Regions from separate parts of the Mus musculus genome. Here region 1 is linked to region 2. The links are chromatin contacts, called in public HiChIP or PLAC-seq maps. All regions are on one chromosome and are shown on one strand. Each heading gives the region's core, a stretch centred on a gene start, on an enhancer-like site or on the middle of the called end of the contact. The rest is flanking DNA. Distances are from core to core; before and after follow the strand shown. Region 1 has its middle 53 kb from the start of Sox13. Region 2 overlaps Plekha6 (pleckstrin homology domain containing, family A member 6).

What was found. HiChIP or PLAC-seq counts read pairs in DNA pulled down with a chosen protein or histone mark.
Region 1: a contact with region 2 is called in an HNF4G HiChIP or PLAC-seq map of pancreatic cancer cells. The contact joins two enhancer-like sites. A contact is called at or near these places in 1 of 115 datasets of contacts at active chromatin or transcription factors (pancreatic cancer cells) and 1 of 9 other capture datasets (adipose tissue).

What each region holds. Positions count from the first base shown.
Region 1 is chr1:133,475,041-133,480,231 of GRCm38.p6, forward strand. No RefSeq gene overlaps it. Among named protein-coding and RNA genes, the nearest start is that of Sox13, 53 kb to the left of the region's middle. Within about 2 kb of position 2,616, at least 15 of the 459 cell types and tissues checked have an H3K27ac peak or open chromatin away from gene starts, as enhancers often do. A contact at or near this core is called in pancreatic cancer cells, where this site is marked.
Region 2 is chr1:133,292,485-133,297,482 of GRCm38.p6, forward strand. It overlaps Plekha6 (pleckstrin homology domain containing, family A member 6), which reads left to right. Exons shown (of 27, transcript NM_182930.2): 22 at 1-44; 23 at 1,222-1,389; 24 at 1,470-1,603; 25 at 2,079-2,224. Among named protein-coding and RNA genes, the nearest start is that of Golt1a, 15 kb to the right of the region's middle. Within about 2 kb of position 2,872, at least 54 of the 459 cell types and tissues checked have an H3K27ac peak or open chromatin away from gene starts, as enhancers often do. A contact at or near this core is called in pancreatic cancer cells, where this site is marked.

The DNA of each region.
Region 1 (5,191 bases), core at 1,366-3,865, 180 kb after region 2:
TTACACTGTACTCACAGCTGTTATTTATGCTCTTATGAGCTATGTGGTTCTTTTAATTTCTTGCTTCAACTTGAACTGATTCAAGGCAGTTTAGTTGGTTTTAGTACACCACCACACCCAGAGCAGTGTGTTCCTATTTAATTCCTTCGTTTGGCTTACATTTTGTTGTTGTTGTTGTTGTTGTTCTCTGTCAATATACTTCTTAACTTTCCTTATCATTTTCGACTTTATGGTCTCTCTCTTTTAATGTCACCTTAGGTTTTAATTTCCTATTAAATTAAATTTTTAATTCAATTTAATGTTACGCTATTTTATATTTGCAGTGCTGGGAATCAAATCTAGGGTGTTGTTTAAGTTAGGTAGGTACACTGCCCTTGAGCTATGTCCTTGGCTTCTATTTTAACCAGAGTAAATACCAACCCCATGCATACTAAGGATGGAACCCAGGTCCCCTCTATGTGCTAGGTAAGTGAAATGTACCATGGCCCTTCTAACTACAATTCTAACATGAGATCGGGAACCAGCAGAGTGGTGCATGTCCCTAACTCCAGCACTTGGGAGGGAAGGATGGTAGGACTGCTGCGGACTGGAGGGCAACCTGACCTATATAGCAAGTTCCAAGTTAGCCAGGCCACACCCACACATGCACACTACATGTACACACACACACATACACACACACACACCTCCATATGCATACCTCACACATCCACATACATACATACCTGCATATGCATACCACATACACACACACACACACACACACACACACACGCACGCACAGACTTACCATGCAACTGTGCTAAGCAGACTGCCACACAAACATAGACCCTCCAACACACATGCCCCTTGAGCTGAGGAGACCAGAGTTCTGTTCCCTGTCTTTTCCACTCTCTGCTTCTTGTTTTCCAAACGAGGCAATATACTAATCCTGAAGAGGTCAGCTCAGGAACTTTGGAAAATTCCACCAGACCCCTCCCCTCCTGGAAGAGAGAAGTCATGGAGCACTTAGGCAGCCCTCCCCTCGGGAAGGGAGAAGCTAATTACATTCCTCAGACGACAGAGGGGAAGACCAACCATCAGCCACCTGCGAGTGGGGGAGGCCCAGAGCACGTGGACACATTCCTTGCCCATTGGCCACCTACAGACAAGGGAAGTCCTTGCCACCTCATCCCCTAAAGACTAATCAGTTTAAGAGTCACACTGTTCTGCCAATCACATCGTGCCTAATGGTTGCTGCTGTAAAAACTGTATAAAAACTCTCCAAACGTGTTGCGCAGGGTCATCCTCTCTTCTTCGTGTGCAGGGTGACCCCAGCATGCTGGAGCAATAAAATTCCTCTTGCTTTTGCATTGGTTCCCAGCTCTGAGTTGTTCACTTTCGGAGTCTCCTAAGTTAAGGCTCGCCAGAGTCTTACAATCCCGCATCCTTTGTTCTCATGGTTCCTATGCATCTGCAGCTGATTCTGTCTAGGTCTCTCTGTCCCTAGGATGTCAGCTTGTGACTCCCAAATCTTGGTCTTTTCAACCCCTCAAGGGCTAGAAGGATTCAGCAGGCAGGCCACACTGTTAGAGCCTCAACTGAAGTGGCAGATCCTGACATCCTTTCTCCGATGTCCTCTATTGGTCTTGGTCATGGTGCCAACATCGGCACTGCCTCTTGGTACAGGTACCCTGCTATGGAAGCAGTTTTCTACACGTGGATTCAGCTCTTTATGTTTGGTGGGCTTTCTGTTTGTATCCACTCTTGAGGGACTTACTGCTTCCTAGCCTTTTCAAGAATATTTTATTTTAAACTTTAGTAACATTTGTGTGTGTATGTGTGTGTGTGTGTGTGTAGATTTGTGCATGTAGGTATAGTGCCCTGTGGAAGTCAGAAGATCATCTACTCTGGAGGTGGACTTGCAGGCAGATGTTAGCAGTCTGATGTGGGTATAGAAACCAAACTCAGATCCTCTGCAAGAACAGCAACTGCTCTTAACCACTGAGCAGTCTTTTCAGGCTCCTGCTTCCTGGACTTTGTGAGGAAGGTTTGTGAGGAAGGTTGCCAGAATTCTCACAGATTCCTGCTGGATGATGTATGTCTTAGTCACTGTTCTAGTGCTGTGAAGAGAAGCACCATGATCAAGGTGGCTCTTATAAAAGTTGCTGACATTTTTAGAGGGTTAGTCCATTATCATCCTGGCAGGCTAGGTGTGGGTTTTTGAAAACCTTAAAGTGGACCCCCCCAGCAACACACTTCTTCCAACAAGGTCACACCTCCTTAATCCTTCTAATTCTATCAGAGAGTTCCTTCCACTCCCTGGTGACTAAGCATTCAGGTATACGAGTCTGTGGGGTCATCCCTATGCAAACACCACAACTTCCTAACCACCAGGAGAACCAGCCTCCATTAATGGGCACCACATTCCCTTTCTAGTTAAAAAAGAACACAAAACCCTTGAACTTGGTTGATATGAGCCCTACAGAGTCTTCTCCTGTAACGAACTTGAAGATGGATGTGTAGAAATCCCACAAACAAGCTTTAAGACAAAAGCAAAGCAACTCGTGCATACGCTGTCCAGGATAGAACCTAGGGCCTCACATTGGCTAAGTATACCCTCTATTCTTGAGCTGCGCTCCAGACCAAGAGTGACAGAAAAGAAAGTCTACTGATGTACCAGGGGCTTGCAAAGGGATCTTTCCCTAGTAGGCCTTTGGAGGAAGACCAATCAGCTGACACTTTTATTTCCATCTGTTGAAACCAAGAGTGAGATCCCTGATCATAGAAACTGGAGATGACAACTTGGTGTCGTGTAAGCCACTAAACTTGTGGTGTTTTGTCACACAGTTGTAAGAGCCAGTTGGCCATGACTACATTCTGACAACTGTTTGGAGTTGAGATGAGCTGTTTGTGCCAGCGTGCTGCAGTTTCTCCTGAGAAAGCACAGTTGCACAGGGACCCACACCTCAGGAGGATGAAATGGGCAAGAAGCTACATTTGTAGCAAGACCCTCAACATAAGCAGAGTTAAGGTTAACTAGACAATGACTACAGTTCTGAGTGTTTTGCTAGTATCTTTGGAAAGAAGGATAGAGAATCCAAACTTAGGGTCAGAATTACATTGTTCCCAAAGGAGCAAAACAATATCATGGATGCCATGTGGTCTTGTTATAAAGAAGGGAGGGGGATGTGGCTCCAACTCCAGCACCATAAAGCCTTCTTGTAAAGTGACTTGAACTCTCCTCTCATTGAGAGGTGACTTCCATGTCCTCTTCAACTAGGCAGACTCATGACAGAAGTAATGCCGTGGGGGTACTGAGGCTATACATACTCATAAATAATTTTGTCCTAATAAGCACACAGACTTCTATGAGGTCTGTAAATTGAGCAACCCCAAAAGAGCTTAAGAAGTAGAAGGATCACTTGGCAAGTTTCTGTGAATGGTGATGGCAGTGCTAGATGCTGGGGGCTGAGAACTGAACCGCCATGGCTAACCTCAAAGGAGGGGCTGGAGGGATGTTCAGTGGTTATAAGCATGAGGACTGGAGCTTAGATCCCAGCACTCACATAAAAGCTGGGGTGATCCCATTGCACATCTGTAACTCTAGGACTGGAGATAAGGGTGGGGCATGAGAAGGATCCCTGGGACTTGCTGCCCTCCAGCCCAGATGAAAAATATGAGCTCCATCCAGCTTCAAGGAGAGACTCTGCCTCAAAGGACCAAAGCATAAATAGAAGACACCTGACTCCCTTCTAGGTCTCCATGTACATACTCTTCACACTTGTGTGCACGCACACACACACACACACACACACACACGGAGAGAAGGGAAGAAAGAAAGGACAGAAAGAAAGGAGGAAGGAAGGGAGGGAGGAAGGAAGGGAGGAAGGAAGGAAAAAAAGAAGGAAGGAAGGAAGAAAAGAAGGAAGGAAGGAGACAGAGAGAGAGACAGACAGACAGACAGACAGACAGAAAGGAGGAAGGAAAGAAAGCCAAACACTGATAAATTCTGCCTAGAAATATCAGAAACTCCATTTTGGCTCTAGGGCCTGTGGGAAGACATTTCCTTTACTATACAAATGAACACCGAAGAGCTGGGCTTGGTGGCATCCTATTGTAATCCCAGTACTTGGAGTTGGAGACAAAAGGATTAGGAGTTCAAAGCCCATTTTGAATCTATAGCAAGTTGGATGCTATTCTGGGTTACATGAGACCCTATATCAGAGAGAGACAGAGGTATTTAAGAATGAGGAAGACATTATTAATAATCACTATGGAAGAACAGGCACACACTTGGACTACACCAACTGCCTGCACAGTGGTCCTCAGAGCTGTGAGCCTTGACAGCTGCACTCACCTGACCTAACCCATCTCTCTGCATCTGCTCTGGTTGAGTATGGCTGCTCTGGGGACAGGGACACATCACTGGTGTGTGGCCATGGCACTCACTCTGCCTTGGTCTCTCTTCTCCTTGCCTCAGAGTCAGCATTCCCCCTTCTTCCTTACTCCTAGCTGAAGAGCTGATTGCATGCATACACCTGGATGCTCCTTGCCTGTGCACAATGCCTCCTGTTCCCTCTCTCCCTGATACTGGGACCACTGTACTTTCACCCACCAAGATCTTGCACAGCAACTCTACCCTCTATCTCTCGCTTCACTGCGTCCTCTCCTCTAATCTATTCAGCACACAATCTGTTCTTTCTCATACCTCAAAATAAAAGAGCCTGTAGCCCCTGCTTCTGGGAAGCCAAAGCTGGAAAGAAGATCATGGGTGTAAGGACAGCCTGGGCTACAGACCTTTGAACTCTACTTTCCCCTTCAATGACAAACCCAATTTTCTTCTTTCTTCCTCACAAAATAATCTAAGAGAATAATCAGCCTCCAGCTTTCCTCGTCGTAGCCTACTCTCCACCCATCGCCATGAGCTTCTGTCATGGTGATGAATGCTCCCTCCACGCACTTCAGGTATCACCATGAGCCTCTGCCTTGTATGCTCTGTCTGTGCAGCTTTCGGTTTTCCTCCAGCACCATTTGCAAAGATAAAGATCTCCTCGGGTCTTCCTGGAGAGGCTTTCCCTGCTTGGCTTTAGGACATTGTCCTTACATTGGTGACTGGCAGAGAGGAGAGCTGTTCAACGTGACTACTTTGGGGCAAGGGACAAAAGGGATGCATAAATGAAGCCTTTCTGGTCAAGGTGGTGTCTCCTCT
Region 2 (4,998 bases), core at 1,622-4,121:
CCAGCCCAGCCCCTGAGCCCAGCACCCGGCCTGCCTACAAAGTGGTAATGTCCTCGCAGCTGCCCAGAGGCCCGGGCTCTGCCCTCTGTCCACACAACTTCCCTCAGCCCATGGGCACATGGGACCAGGGAGCTGGAAGACTGAGGGTGACCTAGCAGGGCTCCTGGGATACACCACTGCTAGAGGTGCTTCAGCCTGTGTTTCCTATTTATGCTTGATGAAAGTAATGCCAAATGAATGACAAATGTGTTTGCTGAAATGAAGTATTCAAAAAGTCACTTGTGTTAAGAGCACTTGCTGCTCTTGCAGAGGACTCTTGGCACCCACATCAGATGGTTCATGATTGCCTGTAATTCTAGCTGCAAGAGAGCCAGCACCCTCTTCTGGACTCAGCAGACACTCACATACACATACTTTATGTCAATGTGCACACACACACACACACACATATATACTTAAAAAGGAAAAATTAGATTTAAAAAAATAGTGCAAAATCCACCACATGAAAAGAGTCATCACTTTTACGTGATTCTGACGTGCCTTCTATGTGCTGAGCATTGGCCTGGGTCCCCTGAAGACAGTCATGGTAGCTCCTGGGTCCCCTGAAGACAGCCATAGTAGCTCTCCTAGCAGTGCTGTCCAGGGAATCATCATATTCCTTCATTTAACCCCATCAGTGTTGGCAATGATTTCAAATGTATCACCCATTTTATAGCTAGGGAAATAGAATCAAGAGAAACCAGGAGCTTCCTGGGCCACACCCCTGTAAGAACAGAGGTGGGTGGAGCCAAGGTATCTGTTTAACTTTTCTTTATAGTAGTAGGTTCCAGAAACAGAGAAGAAACAAGATGCAAATTCTACCTTCGTATGGCTTTGCTTGAGTTGATAGGTCAGACCTTCCATAGAATGAAACTATCAGAAATCAATATGGGACACATGGCTTCCACTGCCCATGGGTGCAGTACAGGCTGTGAGCACTGAGAGGAGACACTGATGAGGTCCTGTCTCTGGGCCTTGCTGTAGGCAGGTGTAGGGAAGCAGAGGGAAAGGAGGGTGGCTCTGTAGTGCAGGCTACGAGGGAGCCTGGTCAAGGATGCTGGTCAGGGCAAGGATACAGGGATAGTAAGGATGCTGGTCAGGGCGCATACACAGGAATAGTAGGAACTGCCTGGAGGGAGATGTGGGTAGAAGTGACTTGGTCATGACAGTGCTGTCCCCCAGGTGCGCCGTCACCGCAGCATCCATGAAGTAGACATCTCCAACCTGGAGGCAGCCCTGAGAGCCGAGGAACCTGGTGGTCAGGCATATGAGACACCACGGGAGGAGATCGCGAGGCTCCGCAAGATGGAGCTGGAGCCTCAGCACTACGATGTGGACATCAGTAAGGAGGTGAGTGGGTCCGGGAGGGGCCGTGGCAGGAGGATGGCCTGAATGGGAGGATGCAGGCGGTGACCTTAGACTCTCCACAGCTCTCTACTCCAGACAAAGTCCTCATCCCTGAACGGTACATTGACCTGGAACCTGACACTCCCTTGAGCCCGGAGGAGTTGAAGGAGAAGCAGAAGAAGGTGGAGAGGATCAAGACGCTCATTGCCAAATCCAGGTAATAGGCCTAGGCGAGCCAGCCACTCCACTGCCCTCCCTGTACCCAGGTTCCTTGGGCACTAGGTATCTCGGAGGCACCTTGCCTCCCCAGGGTAGAGAAAATAAAAGCAGTGGCCAGAGGCAGCAGACTATACCCAGACATCTGGCAGAAATGAGGATGCTGGTCTGGTCCCTAGAAAGACCTGCTGGGCTTGTGCACAAACCAGAGGGTGCCTCTCTGCTCATCCTCCGCCCCTTCAAGGCTGCCCCACATGTTCACTTGAACCTTTGAAAATTCATTTGAGAACATTGAGGGTAGGGGTCCTAACAGTCTTGCCAGGGTCTCCCTCACTCCTAGGGACAGCCTTGCTGGGCACCAGAGGCTGCACACTCAAAGGCCCCTGGCCCTCCCCACCAACCTCAGCGCAGGCCTCCCCAAGCCAATTGGACCATGCTGTCCCTCCCTCCATGTCTGTGTGTCTGTGCCTCTTCAGTATGCAGAACGTGGTGCCCATCGGCGAGGGGGACTCTGTGGACGTGCCCCAGGACTCAGAGAGCCAGCTGCAGGAGCAGGAGAAGCGGATTGAAATCTCCTGTGCCCTGGCGACCGAGGCCTCCCGCAGGGGCCGCATGCTGTCTGGTGAGAGGGGCTGGGCCTCGCTCCGCCAGGGACACCAGCTGACCAGGTGTAGGGGAGGAAGTGCAGCATTGCCAGGGGGGCAGGCTCAGGAGAGACGCCAGGCCAAGGAGGTGGTTCATAGGGTCAGACCGAGCATTCACTAAGCACTGGGTTTGTGCTAGGCTCAGTACGAAGGGGCCAGAGTGGCCGACCTCCAGGGGCTTAGCTGTCATGATGCTCACAGCCACTTTATAGAGGACTGGTCAGAGGCGGCAGGGAACTTGGGGCCATGTGCCTCTGGAAAGTCACAGAGAAGGCAATGGCACTTCCTTAGGAAGCATAATCACACTTACCACCATGGCTGAGAGGACTAGGTGTTTAGGATTCCTTCTGCTTTTCTTCCTTGCTACATGCAAACAGAAGAATGGAAAGATGATCCCCCTCCTTCCCCTCCCCCCCAAAAAAGACAAGGCAGACAAGGACTTGAGAGCTATTTCATCTCTATCTTGGCTGCTGATCCAACTTAACTTTCCTAAGAAGAGACCTGCTAGGAAGAGGAAGTGACTTCACACTGACACAAAGGTCCCAATTAGATACCATAGAGGTGAAGTCACTGGACTGACTTCCACAGGCTAGAGTAGCCTCCTGGAGGAGGGGAATGTGGCCCGGCTTTCAATGAAGGGGAGTCTGTATGAATGGGAGGGGCAGATAAGGTCGTGGTTAGCTTCATCCACACATAATAGGACCATCTTCTTTTGTTTCGTTTTTGAGACAGGGTCTGGCTATGTAACTCAGCCTGGCCTAGAACCTTAGGTCTTCCTGCTTAAGCTTCTGAGTGCTGGGATTATTGGCACACACCACCACGCCCACAAAGTGTGGACTTTAGTGGCCACAGTTAGGAGGAATGATATGAAGTCGGCCGTGGCTTAAGGTGATGAGCAGAAGTGAGAGAGACCAGGTTACAGGCCACGGTTACGCTAGTCCTGACGAGGCAGGAGCAAGCAGATAAAGATGGAATCAGGAGGGATGGGGCTCCAAGCCTTCATTTCCTCAGTGGTAAAATTCAGAACACCTGCCTTCAGTTCAGATGGTGCAAGGGTCAGAAGCAGCCGAAGGCAGCCCCTCACCAAGTGCCTGGTGTTTAGTGCTGGGACAACGGTGATGCTGCGGTGCTCGGTAGAGATGCTTGAACCAGTAAGAGCTGAAGTTGAAACGAGACCCCTCTGTGCCGTTTCTAACTTGATATATGTACGTTACAACCAGAGGGCTGTCAGTCACAACAAAGAAAGTATCAGTTAAACCTCCAGGGAGAAGCTGATGTAATTAGGAACAATGAACTTCAGGATGGAGGGCTGGGGAGGCACTGGAGGTCGCAGGTGCTCCAGTGTCCGGCTCTGCACAGACAGGTGCTGAGAGCTATGAGGGGCCATCTCCTTTCCTGGAGCTAAGGCAGCAGAACCAGTTTAGCTGCAGAGTAGGATGCTGTCCTTACTTTTCAAAAGTAACTCGAACTGACATTGAACTTGAGTCAAATTCCACATGCTTTGAGCAAAAGGTACTTCCCATTTCAAGAGGGTAGCACATAGCATGCTTAAAAACTCCCCCTGCCCTGCCACGGATCTGGCTTTCTGCATTGTTACCCAACAGTCCAGGTTTCATGGAAACAAACCTCTGGGGCCTATCCGATTTCCCTTGACAATACACGGGCTTACATTTCAGGGTCTGTGTGCTGAAAGCAAATGGTCATCGTGCTATTGCCAAAACCTCCAACAATTCAAAAAATGGCTATGGGAGCACCAGACCTCAGCCCTAGCCCGCTGCCCCGCTATCCTTGGCCCATGGCCTGGAGGCCCTAGAGCAAGCACTACTCCTGGGCACATGGGTGTGGATTAGCAGCGTGGGCGTAGGTTCATACCCAGGACACTGGGAGGGAGAGTGGCTGGGCATAGGTCCCAAGAGCAGCAGGCTTGGCATGGGTGTGTGTGTCATGGACAACCTAATCAGTGAGTGCTCTGTTTGTAAGTCTGCCAAACTGCTGTGTGCAGATTCAGTGTATACCATATGAGACGATGCGATGCGGCATTTCTGAGTCTGTGTACCTGGCACAGATGTCATGTATCTGGCAATGTTCGCAGATGTGTATCTGTGTGTATTTAGATGATCTGTGTGGGAGAGAAAGGAATGTTTGAGGGGAAATGTGGGGATGCATCTGCGTGTGTGTGTGTGTGTGTGTGTGTGTGTGTGTGTGTGTGTGTATGCACATCCAGTATGCAGGTAGAGGTAACATCTAGGAATGTGCATATTTATATGTGGCTGGCTTTTCATGTGTCAGGAATGCCATGATCTATCCCGAATGTTGTGCGCAGTGTACACTCTGTAGCACTTGTAAACATATCTGTGCATAGGGGTGGGGTGAATGCACTCATAAATGTGTGTGGCTACTCACGCATGCAAATACTCACGCTTTGAAGTGCCACATCTGTCCAACATGTGCTTACCACACACTTGAACTTAACGCATTTTAGTGGGTATAGTCAATATATATTTCACGTGTCTGTTTCGTTAAAGAGATGATATTCACATAACTGTCGTCTTTTCCTTCCTCAGTTAATACTGTCAGTATCCCTATGCCCCTGACTTGTGTTGAAGGCATGAGCCCAGGAGCTGCTGTCCCTGTGTGACTCTCTCTGTATCTAAGTGTGGTCCCCTCCTGCTCATATGTCATCCTCACTTTTCATAAAGGCGCTGTGCTCTCTTCATTTGTGCCTTCTTAGAGCTATGCAGGGCCTTTCAAT